Linked DNA regions of Callithrix jacchus: region 2 is linked to region 1. The links are chromatin contacts, called in public Hi-C maps. All regions are on one chromosome and are shown on one strand. Each heading gives the region's core, a stretch centred on a gene start, on an enhancer-like site or on the middle of the called end of the contact. The rest is flanking DNA. Distances are from core to core; before and after follow the strand shown.

Region 1 (6,084 bases), core at 539-3,038:
ACAGCCTGAGAGTCTGCGATGACTGCAGCTCTTCAGGACTGAAAGCCCTGGGCAGAGATCCATCCACGTATTTGCTCTTTTACAGGTGAGTCGTATTAACACACAGGTGTTTTCAATACGCACATCACACAGGCATATACCAGGCAGGCAGCTGTTGCCTGCCTACGACTAATTACAAACTACAAGCATCCTCCACAAAGGAGTCACGGGGGCAGGGTTAACTTAATGTTCCTCAACACTGCCTCAAATCCCAGTTTCCCTTCCCAGGTTTCAGTTACCCCTGGTTAACCCTGGTCCCAACTTAGGTGAGCACAGTACAGGAGAAGACATTTTGAGAGGGAGACCACGTGTATGTAACTTTTATTACAGTAAACTGTAATTGTTCTGTTTTATTACTAGCTAGATCGTTGGTAATCTTTTATTGTACCTTTTTCTGAGACAAGGTCTCACTCTGTTGCCCAGGCTGGAGTGCAGTGGCATGATCTCGGCTCACTACAATCTCCACCTCCCAGGTTCGAGCAATTCTCATGCCTCAGCCTCCCAAATAGCTGGGATTACAGGCATATACTACAGGCTCGGCTAATTTTTGTATTTTTAGTAGGGACGGGGTTTCACTACGTTGGCCAGGCTGGTCTCCAACTCCTGGCCTCAGGTGATCTGCCTACCTCGGCCTCCCAAAGTGCTAGGAATATAGACGTGAGCCACCAAGCCCAGCCCTGCTGTGCCTAATTTATAAACTTTGTCACGGGTAGTATACAAAGGAAAAAATATATTTAGGGTTCAGTACTATTTGTGGTTTCAGGTATCCACAGGTTGTTTAGAAACGTACTGACCGCGGATAAGGGGAGAGCAGGACTACTGTATTGACATTTAAATAAACGGGCAGAGGAAAAGGGGCTTTTGCCAAGGAGAAGGTGCAAACCTGTAAAGAGTGTAGTCAAGAAAGCCAAGACCACTTCTGAATAGGGGAGTGGCCAAGAGATCTGTTAAGAACAAAGAATCCACCTGGAAGCTGCGGGTCAACTCTTAATTCCCTTCTCTCCCCATCTCTGCCACTTAGAAAATTATTGCATCCTCCTCTCTAGCTCTGCGACCAAATGCATTCACTCTTGCAAGGAGAAAGGAAAAGAACATTACAGTGCATCTCCTGCAAACACAAACACTTTCTCCAAAAGCGCTTTTAAATTCCCGCGGCAGCCATGTGAGGATCACAGTGAATACTCAACCTCACAAGCTCCAGAGACTTTAATGATTGACTTGCCCTAGGTTCCAAAACCAGCAAGTGGAAAACGAAGATTGGAATTCCGCCCACAAGACTCAAAGCCTGTGCAGCAACACCCCGCTCCCCCGCAGGATGACCAGTAGGACGCGCAGGAGCCAGGAAGTGAGGTCTGTGTCTCCAGGGATTCCAGGCGCCAAAGCCTCCGCAGCAATAGACAGGGAAGGATTACATGGGGTCCCAGGCACCGCTCCGAGGCGGGAAAACTTCCTGGAGGCGGCGGCCTCAGGCCGGGGCCGGCGCACACCAACTGGAGGGGTCAGATTTGGGAATGTGGGTGGTCCGCTTTTCCCTCTCTTCTCCGGGGCGCACTTCCCCAGATGCAAACACCGAGCCCGCCCGCCTGAAACGCGCCCTGGCACTCACCCGTGGGCCAAACTTCCGCGCCTCCACGTGAGAGCCCGCTACGCCGTGACCCGGAAGTCCACTTCGAGTCGCCGGCCCACCCTCTCCGGTTCCGCCTTCTATCGGGTCGCGGCCTTCCGGCGAACGCGGTTACCTTGGAAACCGTGGCCATGGCAACGCCGCGGCAGGTCCCCAGCTACAATGTTCAGCACAAGCCCAGCAGCTCTGCAAACTCGTCGTTCACCCGCACGCCGGTGCGCAACTTGTCTCTCGAGTCCCGCGAGCTGCCTATCTCGCCATGGCAGGTCGCCGAGCCGTCGGGCAAGAATCTGTGGGAGCAGATCTGCGAGGGTAGGCAGCCCGGGCTGGCCGAGAAGGGCGGGACCCGGGCGCCTGGGCTGGGACCGCGCTGGGGTAGCGCCCTCTGTGCTCCAGGCGGCTGACTTGCGGGGCCGCCGGGCCGCGCCACGGGCCCGGGCTCCGCATTTTACACACGGGGAAACTGAGGCTTGGAGAAGCTGGCCCGAGGTTACGCAGCGCGGCCTCCAACCGCGATCCGTAGTGAGGTCAAAGGCAAGGGAACGACGAGGGGAAGCAGAATAAAGAGAACTAGCTATGCGGCGTGGACCAGCAGTTTCTGAACCTCGTTTAGTGAACGGAAAAGAATTGCTGGGGCGGGGATCTTGTTAAAAACGTAGGTTCCCAGGCCCCGCCCACAGAGCGTCAAATTGGGAGTCAGGGAATTTGCACTTTTTAAAAAGAGCACCCAAAGCCGGGCGCAGTGGCTAACGCCTGTAATCCCAGCACGTTGGGAGGCCGAGGCGGGCGGATCACGAGGTCAAGAGATCGAGACCATCCTAGCCAACATGGTGAAACCCCGTCTCTACTAAAAATACAAAAATTAGCTGGACGTGGTGGTGCGCGCCTGTAGTCCCAGCTACTCGGGAGGCTGAAGCAGGAGAATTGCTTGAACCCAGGAGGCGGAGGTTGCAGTGAGCCGAGATTGTGCCACTGCACTCCAGCCTTGTGCCTGGCAGCACGGCAAGACTCTGTCAAAAAAAGAGAGCACCCCAGGTAATCCTAACGTAGGTAGACGGTGGCCCACACGTTCTGTAACCATGGTGTGGACAAACGGGTTTTGGTCCTTTCTTGCTTCAAACCTTCCTTAACCTCCCCAAACGGAGGTTAGCACATCTTCCTTTATGACCCTGCTCAGTATTCTTTACTTAGGTTGGGCAAATTATTTAACTTATTACCCTGTCTGCAAAGTGGTAATAATAATGGCACCTATTTCGATGGTGTTAGGAAGATGGAACCAGATAGTCACAAAAAGTGCTTAGCAAACTGCCTGATTCTAGGAGTGCACAACGTTTATGGGGGGTGGGGCTGCTTGATTTACAGAAAGAGCTGCGTAAGCATTAGTTCTTACTGTGCAATTGAGGAACTGAATTTCTTGTTGGACTTTTGTTTTTTTGAGACGGAGTCCTGCTCTGCCGCTCAGGCTGGAGTGCAGTGGCGGATCGCTCACTGCAACTTCAGACTCCCGGGTTCAAACGATTCTCCCGCCTCAGCCTCCTCAGTAGCTGGGTAGCTGGGATAACAGGAACCTGCCATCATGCCTGGATCATTTTTGTATTTTTGTCGTGAAAGGGTTTCACTGTGTTGACCAGGCTGGTCTTGAACTCCTGACCTCAGGTGATATACCCACCTCGGCCTCCCAAAGTGTTGGGATTACAGGCACGAGCCAGTGCAGCCAGCCCGGACTTAATTTTAATAAATATAATGGCTGGGTGCGGTGGCTCATACCTGTAATCCCAGCACTTTGGGAAGCTGAGGCAGGTGGATGACAAGGTCAGGAGTTCGAGACCAGCCTGCCTAACATGGTGAAACCCCGTCTCTACTAAAAATACAAAAATTAGCTTGGTATAGTGGCGGGTGCCTGTAATCCCAGCTACTCAGGAGGCTGAGGCAGGAGAATCACTTGAACCTGGGAGGTGGAGGTTGAGGTTGCAGTGAGCTGAGATCACACTGTTGCACTCCAGCCTGGGCAACAGAGTGAGACTTCATCTCAAAAATAAATAAATGTACTTAAATAGCCACATGTGGATAGTGGCTGCTGTATTGGACAGTGCAGGTCAGTAAATGTTTATTGAATGGGAAAAAAGAATGAATGCACCAGTATATGTGATGACTTAAAAGCAAGTGGAGAATACAGAGAAGGAAGAGAATAGTAGACACAGTTGACAGATGCCCTCAAAAGCTGTCTATTTTAATCCCTATCCAGTACTTAAATTACTTCTCCAACAATACATCTTACTAGAAAAAAATTTCTTTCATTTTGGATGTTCTCTTTGTCACTTTTACCCCTAGGTCCTTACCTCTTGTAAGGTAACACCCCTAGGTGCTATGACTCAAGGAGCGAATCACTCCAATACAAATAATATACTCAGATATTTAGCCAGGTGTGGTGGTGCATGCCTGTAATCCCAGCTACTCGGGAGGCTGAGTCAGGAGAATCACTTGAACCCAGAAGGCAGAGGTTGCAGTGAGCTGAGATCGCGCCATTGCCTCCAACCTGGGGCGACAGAGTGAAATTCTGCATTAAAAAAAAAAAAAATTTTAATTAAAAATAAAAATATGCTCACATATTTGAATGTAGTTATTGTGGTTGTCTTTCCCCCATAGCTTTTACTTCTCCACACTTCTCCAAGGCAAACAGTTCTTTATAATGCAATTTACTAGAGTATTATTGGAAAAGTTACTCAGCCTCATCTGTAAGAGATGGATAATTGTTGTACGTACCTCACAGGGCTATTGTGGGGATCAAGTAAGATAATGTATGAAAAGGTGCTTAGCACAGTGCCTGGCATTTAAAAAGTAGCCAATACGCCGGGTGCGGTGGCTCACCGCTGTAATCCCAGCACTTTGGGAGGCCAAGGCGGGAAGATCACGAGGTCAAGAGATCGAGACCATCCTGGCCTATACGGTAAGACCCCATCTCTAGTAAAAATACAAAAAAAAATTAGCCGGGTGTGGTGGCACGCCCCTGTGGTCCTAGCTACTTGGGAGGCTGAGGCGGAAGAATCGCTTGAACCCAGGAGGCGGAGATTGCATTGAGCCGAGATTGCGCCACTGCACTCCAGCGTGGTAACAGAGCAAGACTCTGTCTCCAAAAAAAAAAAAAAACAAAGTAGTCAATAAATGTTCATTATTGTTGATAAAGAAACCTGCTTTGTGTTTTACTCACCAAGTTTATTTTGGTCAAATAGGCCTGTAGAGAGAAAACAAAGACAAAGGGTTTTGGTGCTCTCTGAAAAGCAAGTGAATTGATGCCACTATAAAATGATAGAGTTACGGAATGAGGCCAGGCAATGGTGGCTCACACCTGTAATGCCAGCACTTTGGGAGGCCAAGGCGGGTGGATCACCTGAGGTCAGGAGTTGGAGACCAGCCTGGCCAACATGTTGAAACTCCATCTCTACTAAAAATACACAAAACAAGTCGGGCTTGGTAGTGAATAATCCCAGCTACTTGGGAGGCTTAGGCAGAGAATCGCTTGAACCTGAGTGGTGGAGATTGGAGTGAGCTGAGATTGCACCACTGTACTCCAGCTTGGGCGACAGAGTGAGACTCCTTCGAAAAAAACAACAACAAAAAATGAATGTAATGAAGTCAGCATTAGCGAACTACACATATGGCACTGTGATGATTATGTGCCCATAATCTAGATAAACCCAATTCTTAAACATCTAACAACTGCAATATTCTATAACATATAGTAAATTGAGTATCTCACAACAAACATGAAAAAACAGGCTTTGTAGTAATCCTATATTTGAGGTTAAGTACTACATTCTATTAAGATAATCTCCATTTAAAAGGTAAATTATCATAGCAAGCAGACCTGCTAGAAACTCAATTTCATGAAGACAAAATACAAAGTGGGTAAATATCTAACACACAGACTAACCAACCTGATTAGTGCGCTTTTGTATGGATGTGCATGCCCACCACTGTAACTTACTTGTAAATACCGGTTTTCTCCCTCATCTTTCCAGTGACAACTGAGAGCTTTGTATTCTAAAAAGCACTTGTGTGTCAATAAACTTCTTCCCTGCCCACACTTCTAATCAAATCTTATAGTAGTTTGTGACTTGCTGGGTTCATGGTTTTAGTCAAGACAAAGGATGTGGGGCTTACACTTTCCTTTTTTTTTTTTTGAGACGGAGTTTCACTCGTTACCCAGGCTGGAGTGCAATGGCGCGATCTGGGCTCACCACAACCTCTGCCTCCTGGGTTCAGGCAATTCTCCTGCCTCAGCCTCCTGAGTAGCCGGGATCACAGGCACATGCCACCGTGCCCAGCTAATTTTTTGTATTTTTAGTAGAGACGAGGTTTCACCATGTTGACCAGGATGGTCTCGACCTCTTGACCTCGTGATCCACCCACCTCGGCCTCCC
Region 2 (6,197 bases), core at 3,345-5,844, 180 kb after region 1:
CCGGTCTCTATTACAAAGACAAACATTAGCCAGGTGTGGTGGTGCACACCTGTAATCCCAGCTACTCAAGAGGGTGAGGCAGGAGAATCTCTTGAATCCGGGAGGCGGAGTTTGCAGTGAGCCGAGTTTGTGCCACTGCACTCCAGCCTGGGGGACAGAAAGTTAAACTCTGTCTCAAAAAAGAAAAGACAAACATGATTTTCATTTTCCTGTTAGGACAATGAAGGCAGAGAGGTCAGAAGAACTGTCCAGAGGCTTACTGGAATTTACAGGCCAGCCTGGGACTAGAACCCATTTCTCCCAGCTCCTGACCTCAAGGCCTTTCCGCTGCATCCCTGTTCTGAACCCTCCGTGTCTGGCAGAGGCCCAGGATGGAGCTGCAGAGTCGTCTCCCCAAGCACCTCAGCATCACACTCGGTCCCTGCTCACTCCATTTCCTGCTCTGCAGGATTAAACTGTTACAAGGTTTCCTGACTTTAAGCTCTTTCCCAGACCCGCAGTTCTCACCCTTTGATACCTTTTCCAAGTTAGAAGATCTCCTAATCTTCCTTTCCCATTGCTGACTAGACCACTGGCAAATTTGAGGGCTCTCAAATTACAGAATCCTCCTAGGTTAGTAAACAGGGTTGCAAGAACACAAGCTCTGTGATCCATGAATATGCAAAACAGCTCCAGTCCTGTAAATAAAAGCAATCATTTAAATGCAAATTGCATCCTAGCTGCCCAATCCACTGTGGTCCGTTCCTCTTAGGCTGTAATTCCGAGGAGAAAATGTGACTAACTCGGAATCCCCAGGAAGCTATGTGAGAAAGTGCTTATGGGGCTGTGGGGCTCTGGGTGGCTCGGTTAGGGTGGATACAAACTGCTTCTAAGTCGGGAGTGGATTTTAAAGCCTGAGCTGCTCCTCCAGTTGGCTTGCCGTGGCTGGCCAGGCTCAATGTGGTCCCCCAAGGCTGGACAGAGCCCCTTGGAGGCTCCCAGCATCTCTATCCCCACGGGCAGAATGGAAAAGGGGGCTATTTTCCATATCCTTGTGGACATCAGGGGAGCATCTACAAATCAGATCCCATGGCCTCCTGCTCAAAACCCTCCAAAGGTTCACTGGTCCAAACAGAATAAACCCTAAACTCCTTTCCATGGCCCCAAATATCGTGACCTGGCTGGTCCCTACCATTCCCCTATCCCCACCCCCAAATCTGCCTAGAGCTTCAGCCACAATGGCCTTTGTTCAGTTCCTCTAAGCTCATTCGCACCTTCAAGCTTTTGCACTCAAAGTGCCTTCCTCCAGGATCAGTCTCCCCCAAGACCTCCCAGCGACGCCCCGCCTCTAGCTGGGCTCCCCTCAAACGTCACTCCCCCAGCAGTCTCCTCAGGTACCTACGCCCCTGTCACCTTCTTTTACATCACCCCATCTGATTTTCTGGCGGTCCTTATCCCAATCGGATTTCAGAACCATTTGCTACGGGTTTGTTTAGGGTTTGTGCACTCACCTCCCCAGCTCCGGGAGAGCAGCGGTTTGTCCGTTTCATACAAGGCAGTGTCTAGGCACCTGGCACGTCTTGAAATACCATACTAATCCAATGAAGATTCCGAGTTTATCTTTCTAACAAAACTGGCTGTCTTGCTGCTTGTGCCCCAAATGGCCGGTCCTTCCCCCTGGAATCTCCTTCCCTTCCCAACTTAGCTGACCCCTTTCCAGACTTAGAGCAGGGAGCAGAGAGGAAACTGTTCACTCCACAGTCTTAAGATACCAAACTGGCCGGGAGGGTTTCCAAACGACAGATGCCAATTTGCATTCTATTTACATTTCATTTGCATGCAGTGTAACTCAAAGCCTGAATCCCCCGCAAGCCCAGCGTCCCCACCGAAGAAACTTCTGAATTAAGAAGGTTCCTTGGCTGAAGTGCCGGGGTTTTTGTGCCAGATCCCTCCCCCACTGCTCTTGTCTTTGAGGGGTCCCCCAGAGCTTTCTGGGCTCTGTTCAGGTGCCCCCCGGCCTGGTGCAGTTGGGCGGCAAATGTGGCGCGTTGGCTGGGGCCCCAGGCGGGGACTCCGCTGCCCGCCACACTCCAGGGGCCTTTGTCCGAGCTCCAAGGAGCCGCCCCCTTAGCGAACGGGGGACGTGAAAGCGGGGACTGGCTAGGCCTGGGTGTGACCAAGCAAGGACGGAGGAGTGAACCCGCTGCACAGGGGAGACTTCTGGGGCAAGGTCGGTGGTCCTCCTCCACCCCGGGCGCTCTAATCGGGGCCAAGGCCGGAGCAGGCTCCTCTCGAGAGCTCTCTTTTCGGCCCAAGCGCTGGGGACCTCGGGATGTGTGGGGTCCTCGTAGGGCTGGAAGCCCGTGTTCCCCAAGGAGAGGAGACAGAGCACAGGTCTAGTCCTTACCCCCAGCCTAGCCACCTCTCCTAGAGGTCTCAGTGCCCCCAGTCTGGAAGGGCACCATTCCCCCCACCCCGCGCCATTGTATGCAGTCGCCCCCCCTTCCCATTCCTCCCAGTCACCAGCCCAGGTCTCAGCTCTGCCCTCTCCCCGCCTCCTCCCGCGGTGTCCCCCCTCCCCTTGCTCAGTAATGCGCACTCACTGCCGGCTGCGGGCTTGGCCCCCAGTCCCCGCGACAGGTGCTGTTGTTCTCCCCCAGAGTCCAGCCCTTGCGCCCCCGGCTGCGCCTGCCCTGTCCACGGTCAGCCCCCCACGCGGCTCCAGGACCAGCCCGCAACTCCTCACACGCGAGGCGTCACTAGGACATGGCTGGGCTCCTTTATGTTCCCAGCTGCCGTTCACCTGTGGTCGGCCCGAGACCCTCCTGGGAGACTTGGATCTCTACCGGATCCAGTCACAGTCCTTCCAAGTAAAGATCCCCGTCCCCTCGCCTCCCCCGCCCAGCCTTCTACGGCTCCGCTCCCACGGCACAGGATTCCTCTCGCCCAGATCCCGCATCTCCCCTAGCAATGAACTCCCTGGCTGGGGATGGAGGGACGCTTATAAAAACACAAGAGGCGGACCCTCCCCATCCTCCGAAATCCACGGCGGGAAAAGTTTCTGGGGTCCCCACGGTGTCCTTCACCGTATCCGCGCCGCTCGCACTCACCGACCCCCGCGACCCCGCAGCGCCGACGCTCCCGCTGGCCTTCGGCCCGAGTCACATCTCTGCAGTACGGCCGCGGCCCCCGCTACACGCACACCGGCCTGCGGGTCCAGCTTCACTGCAGCGCCTGCCAGAGCCGCCGCCGCGCGAGGCGCCCCCTGGCCCGGCCCGCGCTACAGCAGCGGCCGCGGCCCCGCCCCCGCCCCCGGCCGGCCCCGCCCCCGGGCCTCCGCTCCCCACCCCGGTCCCCCCAACCCCAACAGTGGTTCCGCGCGGGGCTAGGCGCCGCCTGCCTGCACCTCCGGGGCCCAAGCTTGTGGCTTCCAGCCCGGATCGCTGAGACGATCACCCCCACCTCCCGTGTCCCCAATTCGGGGACATTTGCCCCACAACCACAGTGCGCCAGTGAACAGTCCAGACGAGCCTGCAACTCCCCAGGGTAGATCCATTTGCAGGAACACCCCCCTCCGTCCAATACACTTACCGAGTGGGACCGCGACCGAGGGGTACGGAGGGGTCCCAGTGCAGGAGGCTTCCTGTGCCCAGGCCACGCTCCAAGGTGGGTTCATAAGCAGTAACTTCCCCGAAACACACCAGCGCCGGGTCCAGGATGCGGAGAGGATCAATCCCGCCGAATATCTTCCAGAGTCACCAACGCCCAGGTGTACACTTAGGCACACGCACACCGTTAGGCCTCCTCGAGGCAGGTTCCCTCCTGGACACACTCCTCTCTCTCCTCTGTACCCACCTCCCAGGTGTCCTTGTCCCCTAACGCACACTGAGCCCAACACCCGCGTCCTCGGCGCCTTCAAACACACACGTCCACACGGGGCATCCCTCACGTGCGTCCCTACGCAGGATCGCCACCACCCCTACCGCACACATCACCCACGTACGCACACATCCACAGCCTTGCAGGGGGCACACGCTCTGCAGGCGTTCAGGGCACAGCCCGGACGCGTGTCTGCGGGGAGGCCGTGGGACTTGCTTTAAGGAGGGGTACGGGACAGCCTTCCGCCTGGGCACGGAGTCCCCCTCACCCTGTCCTAGTCCACTGGCCTCTCCGAGGTCGGCAATGCCTCGCCCAGGCTTGGGAGCTGCGCTCCCACACCCCATATAGGGCTGGTTACCTGGGTGACCTTCGGACCAGCAAACCCCGGGCAATTTCAGGTGGCCCCCCGAAAACCAGAAACAGACCTTTGAGCAGCATCCCTTCCCCGCACTCCAGATTCTCAGGGTGAGATTTCCTCCCCCACTCCGCGGTTCCCACACCGCCCGCCCCCCCCCCGCCCGCCCCCCCCCCCGCCCCCACTCGTCGTCACAACCCTCCCAGCCACGTAAGACACCATAGTAAGAGGACAGACTCCTGCTCCTCTCTCCCGGGGGCTGCAGGAAGGTGGGACGAAGAACCCTGCCCTCTGGGAATAGTTTCAGTCTCTGATCTTTGGGGACAGTGGCCTTCCAGATACTCTCCCATCCCTTCCCGCAAGCCTCCAGCCTCCCAGTTCCGGTCTCGGTTAGGCCACATCCCCCTTGGGCAAGTCTCTCTGGGATACCTTTTATTATAGTCAAAGGAAAATGGAAGGGAAGAACCATAAAGGCAGTGTTCCCCCTCCCCGCGACTGGTTTATTTGCGTGGATCCTCAGAGCCTAGAACAGTGCCAGGTACACAGTAGGTGTTCATCAAACATTTGCAGGACGACCCTTTCCTAGTGTGTTCCCGCCAGACTGCTCATTTGGAAAGTGGATGAGCACTGCCACCTGGTGGCAGCTCTTGGAACTGACGCCGAGATCCTTTTGCAAACGCAGGCAAGTTCACTTTTGTGAGCCTCAAGTCCTCAATGTCTGTGAAATGGAGATTTTTTTGATCGTACGTGCCTGTTGGGGTTGTTGTGAAGGTCTAACACATGTTACATGTAAAGTGCTTCACGCAGGGTCTGGCATGTGGAAAGCCCTTAGTATGAAATGATTAACACTGCAGTTAGGGTTACATTCCCTTTCCCACTAGTTTTACAGAGGACCCTGACTGTGATGGTCAGTTTCGCTTTGGGTGATGACACCACAGGAAGCACAGAGTGAAAATGAAGGAGGACACTGAGTGACAGGGGCATTCCTTCCATTCCTTCCATCCCTCCAAAAAAGTTCAAACACCCATGGATGATAATAATAAAAGTAATAGCTGAGCACATAGTGCTTGCTGTGAGCTAGGAGCTATTCTAAGTGTTCTGAATTATTTTTTCTTTTCTCTCTCTCTTTTTTTTTTGAGATGGAGTTTCACACTGTCACCAGGCTGGAGTGCAGTGGCATGATCTCGGCTTACTGCAATCTTCACCTCCTGGGTTCAAGCGATTCTTCTACCTCAGCCTCCCAAACAGCTGGGACTATAGACACCCACCACCATGCCTGGCTAATTTTGTACTTTTTTTTTTTTTTAGTAGAGATGGGGTTTCACCATATTGTCCAGGCTTATCTCGAACTCCTGACCTCCTGATCCACCTGCCTTGGTCTCCCAAAGTGTTGGGATTACAGGCATGAACCACTGCATCCGGCCTTAAATTCTTTAACTCATTTAATTTTTCCAATAACCCTTTAGGCCAGAAACTATTATTCTCCCTATTTTACAGATGGAGACACTGAGGCTAAGAGGAGTTAAATACTGCCCCAGGGTTAGACAGTTGGCAAAGACAGAATCCAATCCAGGCCATCTGACTCCAAAGGCCATATTCTCAACCAATGGTTAAACTGGTGTCATTTGCTGCCAGGTCAGACAATGTCACAAGGAGCCTCACCTCCTGGGAGAGTTCACCACTGTCTCAGGGTGATCAAACCCAATCCCAGGGCCAGGTAGAAAGGGTGTGGCCCCTTTCCCTTCTCCCTTCCCTTCCTTTTCTCCCGACTCGACTCTGTCACAGAAGCCACTCTCTATCTTCATAGAAGGTTTCTGCTTTACCCTTTGGGAGGCTGAGGTGGGCGGATCGCCTGAGATCAGGAGTTCGAGCCCAGCCTGGCCAAGATGGTGAAACCCCTTCTCTACTAAAAAGATAAAAATTAGCCAGGCATGGTGTCACATGCTTGTAATTGCAGCTACTTGGGAGGCTGAAAAGGCAGGAG

What was found. Hi-C and Micro-C count contacts between places; a contact is called where the count stands out from the background.
Region 2: a contact with region 1 is called in a Hi-C map of skeletal muscle, with 6 times the contacts expected there. The contact joins the promoter of GPRC5B here to the promoter of IQCK in region 1. A contact is called at or near these places in 2 of 3 Hi-C or Micro-C datasets (induced pluripotent stem cells and skeletal muscle).

Annotation. Positions count from the first base shown.
Region 1 is chr12:21,134,833-21,140,916 of calJac240_pri, forward strand. IQCK (IQ motif containing K) reads left to right here and starts at 1,789. Exons shown (of 8, transcript XM_035267115.3): 1 at 1,789-1,975. The coding sequence starts at 1,795. The region is part of intron 3 of KNOP1 (lysine rich nucleolar protein 1); the gene reads right to left.
Region 2 is chr12:21,311,343-21,317,539 of calJac240_pri, forward strand. It overlaps GPRC5B (G protein-coupled receptor class C group 5 member B), which reads right to left and starts at 4,595. Exons shown (of 5, transcript XM_078344827.1): 1 at 4,433-4,595; 2 at 3,571-3,755.